Linked DNA regions of Zea mays: all the other regions are linked to region 1. Evidence: chromatin contacts called from public Hi-C data. All regions are on one chromosome and are shown on one strand. The core of a region is the stretch at or near the end of the contact, and the rest is flanking DNA. Distances in the headings are between cores, read along the strand shown. Region 1 holds the start of LOC542166 (4-coumarate--CoA ligase 1). Region 2 holds the start of LOC103626702 (zinc finger protein CONSTANS-LIKE 3). Region 3 holds the start of LOC100283672 (calmodulin binding protein). Region 4 holds the start of LOC100283381.

Region 1 (4,810 bases), core at 2,035-4,534:
CAAACTCAGTGATGATGGCGGGACGACGGAATTTGTCATGGCGAAATTTAATTTTGTTTTAAAAATAAAGAGAGCAAAGCAAGGAGGCGTCGCCGAAAGCACCCTGCGCAGCTAGATGCCACCAAAGATCGAGTTTGGTTTGGTTTGGTTTGGTCAGGTTTATCCAGGCAGACATACGCTTCAACGATACGATTGAGAGAGAGAGAAAAAAAAAGGGGGGCAATGAATTTTCCTTGGCTCGCCCAAATGGAGGACTTCCATTGCTGTCTCGGTCACGGCGACGGTGCACCGAACATCTGCTAGCGTTTCAGTTTCAGGTCCTCGCTTTCGTGGTTGCTATGTCGTCGGACGGGAGCACGACGGACGGAAATGATCATGACTCTGCAGCGACACCGACTCTGCCCTCGCGCTCCCACGCCAGGTAGTGCCAGCTACTCTACTCGTGTTAGGTGGACCTAAAAACCTAACCAACTGCCGTTGGAAGTCTACCGGGGAAGCAAGCTCTCTGGCTGGTCCTGGCACAGGCGAGGCGATGGACGTGAACGTTCATAACCCGCCGCCATGGCCACGAGCGTCCATCTTTCTTCACCAAAACTTTTGACTTCCCTGCTAGCTAGCAGTACCACTCAATCATGCGGCGTGGTGGCCACATGACTCTTTTTTGTTTTTGCCAATAAAAAAAGAGGGAGTGCCATGGTCGCCCGAATGGCCAACTACCACGCGCGGCTGGCGGCTGCGGAGCAGAGAACGCGAAACGTGTGGCGTGCGGGGAATGGATTCCTCTGTCCAGCTAACCATGGTGGAACTTGGACCAGGCCAGGCCGCCACTAACAGATCCCTCCTGCAAAGTCTCCAGCTACGAATAAACTGGCGCTAACACGACCGAGCACGCCACGAGTTTTCTAGCTCGCCGTTCTTGATTTTGCAGACGATGCCGATGGTCCCTCGTATTGACGATGGCGAAAACGACAAATCACCATTTCACTGTCTGTCGGTTTGGAAAAAGGCGTTCGATCAGGCGACTGTGTGTCGCTGCGTGGCCCTAACCGCAGGGACCAAACGGATTCTTTGCAGCCAAAGTACTCGGACCAACAGGAAATTTTGTCCATGTCACCAACCTGTACCCAAGCCACGCGGGGCCCCGCGTGGCGGTGCACGCGCGCACGAGCACCACATTGGCCCACGTGGCAGTGCGCCGAGGTCGCCTCAAGCGCCAGGACGGCGTCAGAGGCGTGGCGTGCCCGCAGCTTGGTTGGCTGGTGGCGCTAATGGCATGTGAAAGTGATGCTTCGAATTCGAAGGATAGATGGCCATATTTTGCGAACACGAGCGCTATACAGCCTACAGCTGCAACTGCAAAGAAATGAGATGACAAGTCAACGGCTGGGGCGGTGTGCGGCGCACCTTTCATGATCTGCTCCCCGCGGATGCAGATCTCGCCGGGCTGGTTCCGGCCGAGGGCGGCGCCGGTGTCGGGGTCGACGATCTTCAGCTCCGCGTTCCGCACCACGGTGCCGCACGACCCGGACTTGACCGGGTACGGCTCCTTGGCGAAGGCCAGGCACATCGCCAGCACGGGGCCTGCCTCCGTCATCCCGTACCCCTGTTGCATTGCATTGCATTGGTCGGAATGGGAACGGAATGGAACGCGTGTCATCAGGAAAACCGAAAAAGCTTCGGACGACGACGACGGACGTACCTGCCCGAGCACGGCATTGGGAATCTTGGCCATGAAGGCGTCCTGGAGCTCCTTGCCCATGGGCGCGGCGCCGGACATGACCATGCGGATGGACGCGAGGTCGCCGGCGGTCACGCGGGGGCTCTTGGCGATCTCCACCACGATGGGCGGCACGAAGGGCGCGATGGTGATCACGTACCTGCGCACCAGGTCCACCAGCGCGCCCAGGTCGAACTTGCGCATGATCACGATGGTGGAGCCCGCGCGCAGGCCGGCCAGCAGCACCGAGTTCAGCGAGTAGATGTGGAACAGCGGCAGCAGGCACAGCACCACGTCGTCCTTGCGGAAGTACAGGTTCGGGTTCTCGCCATCAACCTTCATATTCATCAGCAGCCAGACACTCCCACAGTTTCAGCATGTATCAACACACAGTTCGAATGCGAAGGACAGGCATCGTCTCGGCACGAATCTCGAAGCGGCTGTCCGGTTGACTACTACTACTTGTTCGGTGGAGACAGTGGGTGAGGTGGACCAGCCGCATCCGAACAAATCGAGGAAGCTGCGGCCTCAGCGCACCCAGCGCCGGGTGAATGCAGTGCACGCCATTATTTATGAGCCCGCAACGCTGGAACGAATGTTCCTCGGCAAAGGTGGGGCCAACCAGCTTGTCCCCACATGGAGAGGGATCGGGGATGGGGATGTGATGTCACCGTGGCCACGGCGGCGGCGACGGCGACGGCGACCAAGGCGGCAGCGATAGCGAGAGGAAGGAGTAGCACCGGCCACGGTACGTACCTGCTGCGCGACGCTGGTGATGAGGCTGCGGTGGGTGAGCATGACGCCCTTGGGCAGCCCGGTGGTGCCGGAGGAGTAGGGCAGCGCGACGACGTCGTCGGGGTGGATGTCGGCGTCGGCCTCCAGCTCCTCGGCCGCGATCAGCTCGGCGAACTCCACGCAGCCGTCGAAGCGCCCGTCGACGGTGACCACGGGGATGCCCCGCTCCGCCGCGAACTCCCGCACCTTCTCCACGGCGCAGGCCTCGGTCACGATGAGCCGGGCGCCGGCCGCCTCCGCCTGGCGGTGCACCTCGTGCGGGGTGTAGAACGGGTTGGCCGTGGTGGTGGCGGCGCCCAGGCGGGCGGCGCCCAGGAAGGTGAAGGCGAACTCGGGGCAGTTGCGGAGCAGGCTCATCACCACGTCGCCCTTGCCCACCCCCATGGCGCGCAGCCCCGACGCGGCGCGCCGGGACAGGGACTCCACCTCCGCGTACGTGTACGACGCGCCCGTCAGCCCGTCGACCAGGCACGCCCGCTCCGCCACCTCACCCATCTTCCCGAAGCAGTAGGTGTGCAGCGCCATGCTGCTGTCGATCTCGATGTCGGGGAGCTTGGACCGGAACACCACCGCCTTCTCCTCCACCGCCTTCTCCTCCGCCGCCGGCACCGGCACCGCGATCGCCGCGTCTACGGAACCCATCTCAGACCTTTGCTCGCTGCCGGATGGACTGGCTTGTCGGATGTCGGGCAGGTAACGTTGCGCTGGGCAGCTGGTTGGATGGTAGTATAGGAAGGAAGGAAGGAGACGATGGCTGGTGCGGTGCGACCTCGCCGGGGCTCTGATCTCCTGGAGGGCAGAGGACCGGCTGGTGCCGAGTTATATACGAGCAGGGGAGGACAGGGAGTTGGGGAGTTGGTGAGTGGGGCCTCGAGGTGATGACTGATGGGGCCCGGCTGGAAGTGGCCAAGAGGGGGAGGTGGGGTAGGAGAGCTATGGTACGGGGTTGGTGAGAGAGGGAGGGAGAGAGAGGCTGGGCTGGGGCTGTTGTTCGTTGACTGGGACGGGGGCGCCACGTCAACGTCGTTTACCAACCCCAATATCAGCGGCTGTGTGGTGGCACGTCTTCCATTCCTCCTCCCCATCGAGCTGAGCTGAGCACTGATCAGAGCTGCCAGCCTGCCATCCCGCTGCCTGCGTTTCCGTGGCTGCGGTTGGTGACAGTGAGTGTCTGAATGTGTCCAGGACAACGGTTGTGGAACTGGAGACTATTAGGTGTTGTTTAGTTCATATGTTGCTAAGGAAATGGTAATGAAAGCTCTTAACGGCAATAGTAGTTACTAATTATAATTGGATTAGATAGTAGTACCTAATACTATTATAAAGAGCTCAACCAAACAAAATATTGATATCCATTACCTCATGTAAACGGTTTGTGTTCCATTTCAACGAATCAAATGCCACCTTAGCATTCTGCATTTCTAGAGCCTAATGTAACATATGCAAATGATGTTTGGTTTCTAGGGACTAACTTTTAGTCCATCCTTTTTATCCTGAAATTGTTAAACACGTGAACTAAAATAAAGATAATTCCTCTTTTAGTCACTGTGTTTGATAATTTAGGGGCTAAAAATTAGTCTCTAGAAACCAAACACCCCGAAGCTTTGTCTTTCCATAGGGTTTGACTAGTAGTACTATATCGGTTCATTTGCACATTGTCAATTCCCTGTTTAGGCCTTGTTCGGTTAGGGGTGAATTGAGGGAATTGGAGGGGATTAAAATCCCTTTTGAATAGGGAGGGATTTAATCCCCTCCAATACGCCCGCAATCGAACATGTCTTTATCTCCGGCAGATCCCTTATCCAATCATCTATCTCATTCATTATTTCAAGCTCCACTCTACAAACAGTATCATCTATAGTTTTGTGTCACCTACTGAAGACAATCTTAGGTGATGTACTGTCCTTCCGGCGTACTGGTGTGGTGTACCTCCACCCAATTCCCCATCAACACATTTTAAGTTCCATGGGAAGCAAAATGATGTAATTTGTACACACAACCAGACCACATGATGCTGTTATCACAGATTCCAGGGCCCTATCTAATAATTAAGGATTCAAATGAGATAGCTAATTAACTATTAGCAAGTGGATGTGTTAAAAATTAGTTCGTCAACGGTGGAGAGGTGCTAATAAGAGCTAATTGTTCATATACACCTCTAACAAACTATACAGCTACTCACTCCATTCGTTATTGGATTTTAAACTAAGCAACGCCAAATAAAAAACCCTAAACCTACCTGCTAACAGATGGATTTAAAATATACCTTATTAAAAATTAGCTAGTCATAATTAATAC
Region 2 (4,856 bases), core at 619-3,118, 510 kb after region 1:
AATGGGTCGTGCTCGAGCTAGCCGGACGGGCCAAAAACTTGGAACGAGCCCGACACGCTGCCCGTGCCGGACGAGGCCCGGGCCCGCATTGAACCGGGCCATACCGGGCTCGGATCGGGCCCAAATAGCGAGATGGGTGCTGGGCGCGCATGCCTCGACTTATTGGCTATCTATAGATATACATCAAAATAAAAAAAAACTTTTATGTAGTAGGTACAACCAAATCTAAAGAAACCTAGTTTTGTTCTAACTTTTTCTCGATAGTCCATTGCTCAACCCGCTCTCCATCCAAGTCGTTCGATTTCTTCCCCTAATGGCTAGCTACTCGTTGCTCGATCGCTCCTTCAGTCATGAGTGGAATGGTAGTGAGTGACCAAACTCGTCCACTACCAGTGTCACCTTGTCATCTCGCCACTCGTCAGTTCATCGCGTTGTCGTGATCCCACACACAGTGTCACTACTTTACATCCTAGTCCGCATCAACTGACATACATGCTATTGGTGGGATCTTGCCTTGGCACCAGGGTGCCACCACCATTTGCGCTCACTAAGTCACCAGGGTCCCACCACGTCGTTGCAATGCAACAAATGTTGTCGCTTGTCACCGCCTACCTTCGCTTGCCCTCGCTGCCCCTCATATCTTGCCCCCTCATCGTCGCCATCTCGAGGCAGACTTGCCACAGCGATGCGTCGATGCGGTCGCTTCACCCCGGAGCTCTCCCCTCGCCCCTTGTTGGGCCAACCCTTTCCCTCTGTCTCCGCTTTTCCCATAGGGTGGCTAAAAAGGTTTTCTGATATTCATATCATTTTAGAACGCTCCTAATACTATCACTTAATCTCGTTATTATTATGAAGCTATTTTTATCTAGTGATTTAGTTATCATAATTTGTTTTTTTATAGTGGCGTCCCACCTAGAATTTTGTTTCAGAGTCCCAAGTGGGTTTGATTGCCAACGCGGGCGGTGGCTAGTAGCTGACATACTGGCCGCCGGCCAAAACGACCACGTCAACAGCTCACCATAAAGCTAGACCTTGTCTCTTAGCGCCTCTCTCGAGGTTAACCGCGTGGTGATGCTGTCGTCGCGTCAGAGTTGCCGCTTTCGTACGTCGTAATATCTTCTTCTCCCCGCTCGATCTTATCGTTTACGGACTCAGACTCACGCAAATTACGTTGGTCAAGTATTTTAGCTAGGTTATCAGTTCATTAGCTCGTGTCATAAGCTTAAATAAACTACTAGGCTTAAAGTCGCGATTAAGCGGCAGGGATGCTATGATTAAACAGCGTATCCGTACAGCAATTATCCGGACCCTTGCCGTCTAAGGGCATGTACAGTGGAGAGACACCAAAACGGTTCTCCAAGTACAGGAGACAACTAAGAGACTCTATTGTACAATGGAGTGTCTATAAACGTAGTTTATTAATAAATACAGAATTAAATGTATTTGTATAGCATCAGATCGATAGAACAGACGACAAACTCGTACAGTGGGAAGTAAGGCGTCTGTTGTTACTTGGTTTACGAGCCAGAGGCGTCTCTTCACGGAGAGACGACTCTAAGATTTTTTTGCAAATAACCCCCTAAAACACCTTAAGAGCCCCCATATTAAACACCACTGTACATGCCCTAATGACCTAGTACTAATCACTGGCGGCCAAGACCAGGGATGATAGCTCGTGCGGGCCCCACGGCTCCCATGACCCGGCATCGGCACGTGGGCCCTCGCCACCCAAAAATCCACGAGATCAACATTTCTCGTGTTTTCGCTTGGCCCGCGACGGCCCACGTGTCCCCAAGCCCACGTCACCGTCGCCGCCCATGCCCCACCTACCGGTACTATCTACTCTCTCTCTCCTCCGGCCTCCGCCTTCGACAAGCGCGCCCACCCGCGCGACAGCGGGCGCGCGCGGCTGCGACTGCTGCTGCTGCTTCTTCTCCACTTCTCCTTCCTTCCCCTATAAAGCAAGGAATAGTCGCAGCTTGCCCCAGCTTCGCAAGCTTTCCTGCTAATCCCTGCCATTAGTAGCAAGCAAGCAAGAAAGCAGTGGTAGTAGGTGCCACCCACACGGTTTTCACGGCTGCCGGCTGGGAGCGACCGAGGAGATCGTCGTCACGCTCGATGGAGGCCCTGGTGGGGAGGTACTGGGGTCTGGGGGGACGGCGGTGCGGGGCGTGCGGCGGATCGCCGGCGGCGGCGCACTGCCGGACGTGCCCGGGCGGCGCGTACCTGTGCGGGGGGTGCGACGCGGGGCACGCGCGGGCGGGGCACGAGCGGGTGTGGGTCTGCGAGGTGTGCGAGTGCGCGCCGGCCGCCGTGACGTGCCGCGCCGACGCCGCCGCGCTCTGCGCCGCGTGCGACGCCGACATCCACGACGCCAACCCGCTGGCGCGCCGCCACGAGCGCGTCCCCGTGCAGCCCATCGGCGCCGCCGCTGATCCCGCCGCGGAGAAGGCGGCGCTGCTGTTCGGCCTTGCCGCGGAAGGGAAGGACGGCGGCGACGCGGCCAAGGTCGTCGTCGACGCCAGTAAGCTGGACCTCCTGTTCGCGGACGACGTGGTCGACCCGTTCCTCGCCCAAGACTTCGCCAGGTTCCCGCACGCCGACAGCGTCGTGCCGAACGATGGATCCAACTGCGGCGCCGCTGTGGACTTCGACTTTGGTGGCGGCGTCGCCGTCGCCGCCAAGCAGCCGTCCTACAGCTCCTACACGGCGGCGTCGCTGGGCCACAGCGTAAGCGTGCCTTTTTAGTGAAGTGGTTCTGTCACCGTGCTCGTGATTATTGTTTTTCTATTCCTAATCTTCCTTTGGTTTTGGTCGAGCAGGGCTCGTCGTCGGAGGTCGGCCTGGTCCCAGACGTGATGTGCGGCCGCGGTGGGAGCGTGACCGGCGGCGTCATCGAGCTCGACTTCGCGCAGTCCAAGGCGGCGTACCTGCCTTACGCTGCAACTCCTACCCACAGCGTAAGGCCATGTGCTCTGCGCTCCCAGTCCCAGCTACAGAACAGTCTGCTTTGCTTTGCGATCAAAACGCGAAGAGCACGTAAGTGCATGCATGGAGGGTGCACCGATCTGAACTTGGTTTTCTGGTAATGTCCAGCTGTCGTCTTTGGACGTGGGCGCCGTGCCGGAGCGCAGTGACGGGGTCATGGCGGGCAGGCTCGCGACGCCGACGCCGGCGACGGCCACGGAGAGCAGGGAGGCGCGGCTGATGCGTTACCGCGAGAAACGGAAAAACCGGCGGTTCGAGAAGACGATCCGCTATGCGTCCCGGAAGGCCTACGCGGAGTCGCGGCCGCGCATCAAGGGCCGCTTCGCCAAGCGCGCGGATGACAACGACGCCGACGCCGACCTCGACGAGGCTGCCGCGCCGGCTCCGCCGGCGCGGTCGCAGCCGCAGCCGCAGCCGCAGCCATCGTACCGCTACGTGCTCGACTTCGCCGCCGGCTACGGCGTCGTGCCCACATTCTGATGACGCGTGCCGTGTGAGTGTTGCCGCGCGCGTCGCGTGCCCCATGTTTTCACGGATTGGGCCGGCGCGCGTGCGAGCCATGCTGCATGCGCGCCTACGTGTTTGCTGGAGCGGCGAGCTCCTAGTTGGCGATCACATGCCGTTTTGGGCTAGCCATGGTTAAATTAGCAGGCTAGCGTGTACTGCTGCTGCGTTTGTTTGCTGGGGCGACCAGTTCTACTAATAGTACGTAGTACCGTGTAATTTTGGGTCAGGAAGAGATGCTTAGCATCTGTTTCGATTGATCGATGTAGTATTATGCTATAATTGGAAAGGCCTCTCGATCTATTTGCAAGTTGCGTGCATGTGCTTAATCCACTCCCACTTTGGAGAGTATCGAGGCTCCGTACGGCAGTCGGCAGATTTAGCCCCTAGCTGGCACGCAGTTCAACCTATGATCCTAGCGTTCGTTTGAAATGCTGGCGCACGTATCGGTTTATGTATGCGAATGGTTCGAATGCTGGCGCACGTTAGTTTTTTTTTACACGCGGTTTGCAGGAGATCTGCCGATCGAACTTGTATGGGAAGGTTAGGGAGAAAGATTTAGCTGATGCAAATTGATGTTTCATGAGAATGATAAGGATACGTATGTATGCAGTATGCTTGTTTCCATCCTGCGTACCATGGGTGTCCATATTGAATTATTGATACGTCCATGCTTCAGACGTGGATCTTATGCGTCGAACCTTGTATCAACCAAATGATAGTTCTTAGTCATCAAGGAGACTTTCGAGGCATCTAGAATGAGGGTGGATATCCAAAGTGTTTTAAGAAATATAATACCTATATATAATATATTATCAAGCACATTATTATAAATAAGAACAAAATTTTGTATAAATCGTTTTATGTATTATTTACTCCTTACAATAAAAGAGTGAAAAATAACCAAATCTTTATCTTGATCCGAATTCTATATCTATCATTTGAGAAAATATATGATAAATTTGAAGTTTATGGTAAAAACAAGAATGTGAATATCCTATTTATTCACAATCTATAATAATAATGATGATGATAATATTCAAATAAGTATATGTTTTCATCCCTGCCGGGCACCCTCCATCCCAATCCTAACATTCTATTTGATACAAGGGTTAATTCGGTTCATTGTTTATAAAAATAGAGTTTAGCTACATGTGTTAATTGTTTATAGATGTGAATATACAATTATACATGTATACCTATGAACAGTGTAGCTGAAAAAAGTACGGCGTACCCTGGGAGGCTGGGAGGATACGTTTTAACGAGACAATTAGTTTCAGTTTTCTGGGCATAGGCATGCTGACGGGATTAAGAGAAGGCAGCTTTCGGGCCCATTCCAGGCCCAGGCAAAATTCTAGGGATCG
Region 3 (4,873 bases), core at 36-2,535, 320 kb after region 1:
AATTATAACACTGGTTATTAGATTGATAACTCTATTCCTACTTACGGCTTTACAATAATTCATGTGTCCCTGAATCAATCTAGACTCATATCCATCAACACTGTATGTTTGCATAGGCTACCATGCTCTAATTTCACTTGAGATCTTTAGATACTCCTAGAAACGTAGACCAAACTTGGAGAAATTAAGTGACTTTAAACAGGTACCCAAATCTGTATTGAAAAGGAATTGTCGAATTGAACTTGAGTGGGCTGAGCATGCAGCCACTGAACTACACCCTTAACGAACCAAGCTGGGCTCGATTCCTTTGCTTATCTGGTAACACACATTCGACAGCGGTTACTTCAACTTTGAAATAAACAGGGGCATTACCTGATTTACCGAAACCCCAACGGCCAAAGCATTATTACTCGTGTCCAACTAACGGAACATTAGGTCGATGTTAACGGTACAAATACTTTCCATTTTGGACAAGGTGGCACTATGAATATTCCATGCTAGGGTACATGCTTTCATGAGTTGAGACTGTTACATAAAAAAACTAACACCAAGATCAATATTTCTTCCAAATTCTACGGTCCAGCCAACCAGTTTGCCATCATTCCAGCCAATTCTCCAACAACCTACACCAAACCCTAGCTTAAACGTTGATGTTAGCACAGACCAGTCACCGGTAGCTACTGAAGATGATATCAGCTCGAGTTCAGCTCACCCAAGACAAAGGAAACACGAAAAAAAACAAACGGGACCATTTCCACAGGTACTCACTACCACAACAGATAAGCTGAAACGTAATCCAGGCCCAAATTTCCGAATAGTATATAATACTGAAGTCACAAAGCTCCCAATAGCGTTCGGCGTTTTCCCCATTCGTGCAACTAATTCCACAGCTTGTCAAACAGAAAGCACATCACGAAGCTAAACACGCACAAAAGCGGAACCCCGAGAATTCCTCACCTGGCCAGTGCCGGAGGCCGCGACCTCTTGGCATCAGGACGTCCGTCGCCGGCGCCCCCGCCGGCGTCCTCGAGCCCACGCTTCTCCTTCATCGCTGGCACGAAGGCCCGGGCGAATCTGCACCGAATCCAATGAAACTCGCGTCAGATTCCGCCCCTCTAGGCCTCTACAATTCGGCGCGTGCGAAGAAGTAGTTGAGACGGGGGGTGGGAGACTGGAGAGGTCGCTCACCTGGTTCGGACGCCGGAATCGGAGACGGGACGAGGCCACGAGGGCCAGCCCAGATCGCGGACAAAAGGGAAGGGAAGCGACCGACCGCGCACACAGTTCGATGTGTGGTAGGGGAAATGAACCTATATACTATAGTATACATTACTGCCCGACACTTCGCACCCGGCCATCGACTCGTCCATCGCAAATCGATCACTGGCATTGGGCCCGGACATGGATTTTTACGCAGGTCCCACCCGACGTATATACGGTGTGTGAACGGGTATAGTGGCGGCGCGGGGCGAAACGAAAAAGCGGAAGCAGCACATTGCGGGCCCCCACAGTGACAGTGACGTCGTTATCTGGTTGGCTGACGTGGTCTCGGCGCACGCAAATATCGCAAGGGCAGGATAGCGCGGCGGAGCGGGCGCCCGGCGCCGCGACCGGTCCACGAACGGCGTGATCTTCTGGCGGGGGCAGGAGGAAAGGAGACAACGATTACCGCCATATGGAGCAGGCTGAAGAGCATAATAAACACGTGAATAGGGCCGGCCGTTTTTTAGAATTTGAACAGGGCACTCTATCCAAGAACATTTGAGAGAAGATTAATAATTATAATCTTTCTTAAGGCACATTATCCAAGACAGATAAAATAGAACGTTTGGATCTATATCACATAAAATTCGTCTGATCACCAGAATCTATAGTTAACAAACTCGGTCTAAAACCTTCTTTGGAATGCAGGAATTTCTGAGAAAACATACAGAAATTTTATAAGAATCATTTTATTTTCACAGTAAAAACACTGAAAACCGGAGAAACCCCGCATCCCAAATGGGGCCTAAGCTTGTGAGTGAAAATGAGAAAATAACAAGTTCTTTTTCTAAATTGACGCTTCATGTTTCATTATAGGGAAATGGTCATATTGTTGTTCGTGCTAGGAATCTATTTTTCACTGATAGAGTGATCTGGGAAAGGTATCTAATTGCATCAAGTCAAAATATATATCTATGAATATTGATCATTATTGGTTGTGTCTTGGAAAAAATATGCCATATGTACATGTTCGTATCTGTTGGTGTATCAGCCATATGTTGAGACATCTGGGAAGCAAGGAATAGAATGTGTTTTGAAAATGTATTGATTAATTCACCTAATGATATTATTTGACCCGCTTGTTCATTGATCACTTACTGGACAGGATTAAGCAAGAAAGAGCTTCAGGATTTGCTTCAAGAGGGAGCTAGGTTGTTGGTTCATGTTGCAAATGCAAAAGTGGATAATCTGATTGAAGGTGTTGTCAACACTGATGATGATGATGGTAATCCAACACAGGACGAGTGATTCAATGGCGGCACCATTTTCGGTAGGCTACATGTATCGATTGGATAGATGTTACTCGGCGCACTTTGTCATGGTGTTGAATGAGTTTTAGTTCAAACTTTGTGTCTGATGATTGGTTCTCCAACTTAAACTTTGTATGTGATTGGGAAGGTCCATGTTCTGGTGGGTAAACCTGAATCAGGTGAATGCCACTGGGAAAAATGTTATCCTCGTCTAGTTTCTATGATTTGCCATAAGTCTCTGATGTATCTGTCTATGTTGGCGGGTACATCCAAAACTTAGTTGTATTTCCTGTTATGAATATAATAGAAATGGGGAGGTCCTCTTTTAAAAATGAAAGGGAAATGTTTATTGTTATTCTAAAAAAAATTCTCACAAAGATAATACGCTTATACACACATGTATTGTATGCCACCTAGATAAATGAGGTAATTATTATTTTGATTAAGAAATAGAATGATTTCCTAGCATTGTACTATGTTTTTGTATAGCTAAAAATACCATCTTCTTGCATTTAGAGATATAATCCTATAATATCGAGTGCAATTTTATGATATTGAGATATGTAAGTGGTTTTCTTCGTAATAGAGAATATCATATGTAAAAATCTGTGATGGAGTTGGAAAATTCGTTTCTAGATAAAAAGGCTATCATAGTTAAAAATCTATGTAAAAATCTTGGACATTTACAACTCTATCATAGATAATGTCTTGGTCGTTTACAACTCTGTTAGAGATAGACTACAGTCAAACCAAGATTGATTTCTAACAAACTATGTTACTCCTTCTAACACTTCCCCTCGGTCAGAATTACCCATGCCGAGGTTGTACTAAAATTTTCTTAATCTTCTTACTTGTAACACTTTGTAAAGCTAGCAGCTATCTGGTCTCTTGATGAAACTATCTTGATTTGTAACAACTTGTTGGCTACTCTCTTGCACAAAATGATAGTCAATCTCAATGTGCTTAGTATGAGAGTGAAAATTCAGATTGTATGACATGTAGGTCACACCTAAGTTGTCATACCACAAACTCGATACTTCATGTTGAACTATTCCACGTTCCTTTATAATTGTTTCTACCCTAATTACTTCTATGGCAACATTTGCTAACTATTTGCACCCCACCTTAGTGCTAGATCAAAACATTGTCAACTACTTCTTAGCACTCTTGGAAACTAGATTCTCGACAAGACAATAGATGGCAAAACCTCATATTGACCTTCTATCATCAATACAACTAGCTCAATCTACATCAAAAAATGTTCTTACAAACATGATTTTTACACCAATAGTTCCTTATATATATATATACTCTTTTAGCAGTGACCATGTGTTTAGTTGTTGGCACATGTAGGTATTAGCAAACCTTGATCACCAAAAATGTAAGATATATATGGGCATGTTTGGTTCCCTACATAAATTGCCACACTTTGCCTAACTTTTCTGCCTAAGGTTAGTTATTCAATTCGGACGACTAACCTTAGGCAAAGTGTGGCAGATTTAACCGCGAACCAAACAGGCTTGTAAGGGTTAGATATTATAGTGCACCTACAACATTTATATATCTTGTTGCTTCTTATTATCAAGAGGAATACCACTGTATGCTTAAAATTTCTTAGAGACAGAAAGTGGAGTGCTCATTGATTTACAATTTTCTATGTCTCCTTTCTATATGATTCTTGTAGAATACTTTCTCTGATTTAATAGAATTCCTTCATTAATTTGTTCTACCTTTATTCCTAGAAAATAATGCGACACTCCTAGATCCTTGAGATCAAACTCAGCTTGCAAGTCTGCTAACTTTGCTTTCATGACATCATTAGACGAGCTAGCCACCACAATATTATCAACGCAGATCAATAGATAGATAGTGCCCCCACCCTTACTATAAATAAAGGAGATATCTTCCTTTGAAGCAACAAAACCAAGTCGAACAAGTTTAGTACTAAGTCTTGCATACCAAGCTTTACATGCTTTAATCCATATATAGCTTTGTCCAATCTACACACATGATTAGGATATTCCAAACTATCATAGCCAATTGACTAATTTATATTTACTTATTCTTCAGAACACCATGCAAAAAAATCATTTTAAACTAACCTTTGGTTACTACAATTGACAAAATAATCATGATAGTAGCCACTTTAATGACTGGACTAAAAGTCTCTTTATAATAAATTATGTATGTTTGCTTAAAACCTCATGAAACAAGGAGAACTTTGTATTTATCAATTGTACCATCATCATGTTTCTTGACTTTAATTATCCACTTTGAATATACGATGTTACTCGCACTTTCCCTATAAACCAAGTGCCAAGTTTTATTCCTTACAAGTGCAATGAATTCTTCATTCATAG
Region 4 (4,469 bases), core at 607-3,106, 500 kb before region 1:
TTCACTGCAAAACACTCTCCTGGCTGCCCAAAACTTGGCTCCAGCATCTTTTGGGCTGTTGTGTGCACATTGCTGCGACCAGGTAAATAGTTCTTGCCATTCATGAAAGGCTCTGAGTGACTTACCACTTTAGCACCACCAGATCCCAATGCATAATCCACCATACCAAGGCCATCTGCGGAATGCCTTGCTATCTCCATCTCAACCACATCTTTGGCATATAGCCTTATATCATCCAAGCTTATTTCATCATCTGTACCACCGAATCCCTTCTTTTTCTTCAACTGGCTCAAAATCTCCTCAAACTCATTTTTAGAAAGAAATCCCATGTCACTAAGCTCAGCCAGTGACTTGTCCAACTTGTCAGTTTTGTCTTCCAAAATCTTCATCTTTTTCTCTATCTTATTACCCTTATCCTCAAATTGCTTAGCAATGACCCCTTTTGCTTTGTCAATCTCATTTTCTAGCTTTTTATCCAAAACATCCAACTGTAGCTGAAGCATCTTGGCTGTCTTCTTGAACCCTTCCACCCTGGATAGCCTGTTCTCCATATCCAGTGTTGTAAATGATAATTCACCACTTTGCCATCTCCAGAACACCTGCCCCATCCAAGCAGTAGCTGAAATAAGAAGACACAGCTTCACCAGCACACTTAAGGCAGTTACCCAGTTGGCGTTTTCTTGTTTAGTAGGGCTTTTCTTTTGGCGTACAGCAGCTGCTGAAGCAACCACATTTGTAGTGTTTTTGTTTTGGCGTTCAGCAGTTGCTGAAGCAACCACATCTTTTCTTCCTTCAGAAGAATAATTTGACTTTTGAAGAACTGATTCTCCTCGGATAGTATGACTCAGATCATTGCTAGGAATTTTTTGAAGAATCGAAGGCAATGCTTTTCTTTTTGTAATACCAGCTGTTCGCTGCCTAGCATCTTGGCTAGAATGTGAATCCGAACTTACTGCATGGTTTCCATTTGTATTCGCAGTACGAATTGCAGCAGTAGAAGCAGACATTGTCATCAGCTATAAAGTAGATCGTATTCTATAAATAATGATGCTCCTGTAATTCAAGGTAGCAGGAATTTAGTAAAGTTCAACAGAGAAAATAAGTGGATAATCTATGCATCTAAACATGAAATATATATAGAGCAGTTTGGTATTGATATCATATATGGCAAGTAAAGGTTTCTACATTTTGTTTGAGAACTCCACTAATTTATGGATAATTGATAATACATGGGCAGACCCAGTAAAATACATGGGTGTTGTACACCCAATATTTTTTTGCAAAGCAATCTAAGTTAGCAGGCATAATACATACATATAAACTTATAATCAGATTCAGATATGCTTACGAATAGGATGTTAGGGTTTGGGCGCACGGTTTTACCTACGAATTACGTTAAGGTTTGAGAAGACAACGCAGACTAGGGTTGCAGCATACAGCTACAAGCTGGGTATGTAATGAAACTTTTAGAGGCGAAGGCCGGCCTGAGGCTGGAGCAGAGTCAAGCAGACGGAGAGGGACCGAGAGGGACGAGCTGTTGGCGTGGTAAGGAGAGAGAGGATCGTGGCGCTGTGCGGACGGAGATCCACCTGTGGAGCTGCGTTCCGGACGCACCGGAGCCGGTCGCGGAGACACCGGGGCTGCAGAGGGCGGATGCCGCGCCGAGGTGGTCACGAGGACGCTGGGGCGCTGGGCCCCAGGTGGTGCTCAACCGAGCGCGGTCTCGTTACGGGCTGCGACGCTGCGAGCGGAGGGAAGAGATCGGCCGCGGGCAAGAGGCGGCGGGCGGGGGAGCGACCTCGGCCGCGGAGGAGAGGAAGCGGCCGCCGCCCTCAGTGCTATGCGGATGGATCGGGATTCGGGAAGTGGAAGAACCGACAAAGGGGAGAAAAGAAATAAAAAATAAAAGAGTATAGGATGCAAGATGGACCACATGTCAAGTGGCTCTAATGTGTCCCATTTGATACGGTTACCTATCTCTTCTCTCTCCTCTCTTCTGTGTCTCCACTTTTTATCTTTACATTATTAAAGCACCAGTTTCATATCTCACGTCAATATTTTTCAAAAAAACATATATTTCTTTAGAATCAACTCGATCTATCTCTATCTCTATTATATTAAAGCACCAGTTTCAACGGTCGTCCCGTATCAATATTTTTCAAAAAAAAACTCTACATTTCTTTAGAATCAACCCACACTCCTAATATCTCTTCTCTACTACTATAATAGGGCAGCTTATGTAAAAAAATAAGATGAAATTATGTATAATTAAGTGTTTGAACCTTGGTTGTTGGCTCCACATTCACACCCACCAAATCAATAGAAAACATATATTTTGTGATTTCTTAAAACAAAATTTATCCTGTGTTATATATAAAAACCGTAGCAATGCACGGATATATGACTAGTATATTTAAACAATTGGTATAGGTTTGTGTGTTGTTACAGTACACAATCATATTTTATGAGTAACTATTCAATATTCAATCCATTATACATTAGAGTTCATGAATTCATACTTGACGGGTCGCGATAGTGGTGCTACTCGTTGTGCTCGCGCTCTAGCTCCCTCACAATCTCCTCTTCCTCAACACGGTGACACGACGCAGCTCAAGCGACTTTGGCTCCTTCGCTCCCATTTAACTTCTATGTCAATCCATTTGGTCAAACTTCCACTATACAAGAGAGCACTGAGTTCGTACTTGATGGGTTACGATAGTGGTGCCACTCATTGTGCTCACCCTCTAGCTCCCACACAATCTCCTCTTCCTCGACACAACGCCGAGTCGGTTCCTGTTCCACCTCTCCTTCTCTTGTTCTCTCCCTTAAATAAAATTGTGCAAGGATAATTCAAAAGCTATAAAATAAAAATAAACAGGCTATAGAGAAAGGAAAGCTATTAATGTTAGAACATATAAGACATAGAAACATGTAGATTTAGTACATAAATTATGTGTGGTTTCGTTAATGTTAGAACATATAAGACATAAGGAGCCTGACCCTTTTTTATATGTTGTTTGTCCCCTTTTTTATATGTGGCTTCCTGTCGTGTTGGGAGTGATTTCTCAAGGTCTATTTGTTAGGCGAGAAGCCCGAAAGAGGAACATACCTTACACCATTTTGTTCAATTTAAGAATATCATTGTTCAACACCTTACACCATCACCAAAAAGTGTGAGCATATACTCAACATTGAGTTTTGTACAAATCTAGTGAAATATAAATAAAAACAATATACTACTCACAGCACAAACAAACCAGAGTTGGGGAGAACGAGAAGTGACACTTTTTCTACATTAGGCTTGAACTATGTCATAGTTAATGCTTTTAGCCTTTGAACATCATTAGGGACCCATCGATCATTACGCTCCGCTTGCACTATTGCAATCTCCAAATCCTTAGGTGGGTGTTCTAGCACTGCCCCATAGTCCCTTTCCCTGAAAATGAACAATATTTGAACTCAGATAACAACAAAGCAGTTCTGTCTAATGTTATGATTCATGTCTGATATTATGATTCATGTCAACAAGCAATTCAGGGAGGAGTATCCGGATCTAATGATGTTAACACTCCCTGTCTTTTTTGTCACTCAAGGTGTCTAATACTACCGTGGAGCCCTACAACGTCATGCTCTTTGTTCACCAGCTCGTTAAAACACAGTTAAGTGCACGATGCTCAACAACAAGGTTCTCTATGACATCTACTTCCATATGCTTAAGTTTGCCACACCAACTTTTGGTGATCTCAGACACCTTATGTTTCCAACAATGAGTGGTGTTACGTGTTGTCTTTGTTTCACTAACCAACTAAATTGTAATCTCTAGAAGTTCGCAGTGAAGCTGATTCCCTTTCTGCATATCCACTTCTTCATGGTTGGATTCGCTCCACTGATCTCATGGGGCTCCTAGCAGTACTGTGCCCTAACTATGCAAGAGCTGACCCAATAGATCTTGAACTCCAAGAACATTCGTGGTTTGATCAAGCGTAATATGCTTGCCTACTCCATGTTGTGGCATCCTAATGGACGATGGTTGCACTCAACCCCTCTTAAGTGATCCAAAAATCAAACTTGAGTACCATTGTTCTTCCTTATATCATGAATAGTGTTTTGTGAGGAATCTCCACAAGTTGGAGCCTCTCACACTGAAAGGTAAATGGGCTTAATCATTTCCTATAATCAATTTTGGTGTTTGATGTCCATCACAAACTGATGAGGACATCACTTCTATACATACAATGAATGGACCAATAACACGATCGTGTGCACGACAGCTAAATCTCCAGGCACGTTCTACCCTAGTCAATTGTGTTTCAGAGCTTACGCTTGGGGCCATGGATGTTTTGATGATTAGGAACCTTGGAGAGGACCAGCAAGGACTTGCTAAAGGCATAGGTGTTGAGGAGGAGCAGCAAGGGCGCCACAACAGGAAGGAGATCAAGTCTGACTCGGCTGCAAACTCCATCTCGGGT

The links. Hi-C and Micro-C count contacts between places; a contact is called where the count stands out from the background.
Region 2: a Hi-C map of leaf mesophyll shows a contact between it and region 1, with 5 times the contacts expected there. The contact joins the promoter of LOC103626702 here to the promoter of LOC542166 in region 1. A contact is called at or near these places in 7 of 25 Hi-C or Micro-C datasets (bundle sheath, ear, endosperm and 4 more).
Region 3: a contact with region 1 is called in a Hi-C map of tassel, with 2.4 times the contacts expected there. The contact joins the promoter of LOC100283672 here to the promoter of LOC542166 in region 1. A contact is called at or near these places in 6 of 25 Hi-C or Micro-C datasets (bundle sheath, ear, endosperm and 3 more).
Region 4: a Hi-C map of tassel shows a contact between it and region 1, with 2.6 times the contacts expected there. The contact joins the promoter of LOC100283381 here to the promoter of LOC542166 in region 1. A contact is called at or near these places in 3 of 25 Hi-C or Micro-C datasets (ear, leaf and tassel).

What each region holds. Positions count from the first base shown.
Region 1 is chr5:91,221,859-91,226,668 of Zm-B73-REFERENCE-NAM-5.0, forward strand. It overlaps LOC542166 (4-coumarate--CoA ligase 1), which reads right to left and starts at 3,285. Exons shown (of 6, transcript NM_001111788.2): 1 at 2,474-3,285; 2 at 1,700-2,053; 3 at 1,405-1,603. The coding sequence starts at 3,154.
Region 2 is chr5:91,730,218-91,735,073 of Zm-B73-REFERENCE-NAM-5.0, forward strand. It overlaps LOC103626702 (zinc finger protein CONSTANS-LIKE 3), which reads left to right and starts at 1,869. Exons shown (of 3, transcript XM_008647090.2): 1 at 1,869-2,730; 2 at 2,823-2,960; 3 at 3,097-3,802. The coding sequence starts at 2,119. The coding sequence ends at 3,468. It also overlaps a transcript of dsy2 not described here.
Region 3 is chr5:91,539,060-91,543,932 of Zm-B73-REFERENCE-NAM-5.0, forward strand. It overlaps LOC100283672 (calmodulin binding protein), which reads right to left and starts at 1,286. Exons shown (of 9, transcript NM_001156573.3): 1 at 1,189-1,286; 2 at 958-1,074. The coding sequence starts at 1,049.
Region 4 is chr5:90,725,988-90,730,456 of Zm-B73-REFERENCE-NAM-5.0, forward strand. It overlaps LOC100283381, which reads right to left and starts at 1,857. Exons shown (of 3, transcript NM_001156282.2): 1 at 1,590-1,857; 2 at 1-1,053. The coding sequence starts at 1,013.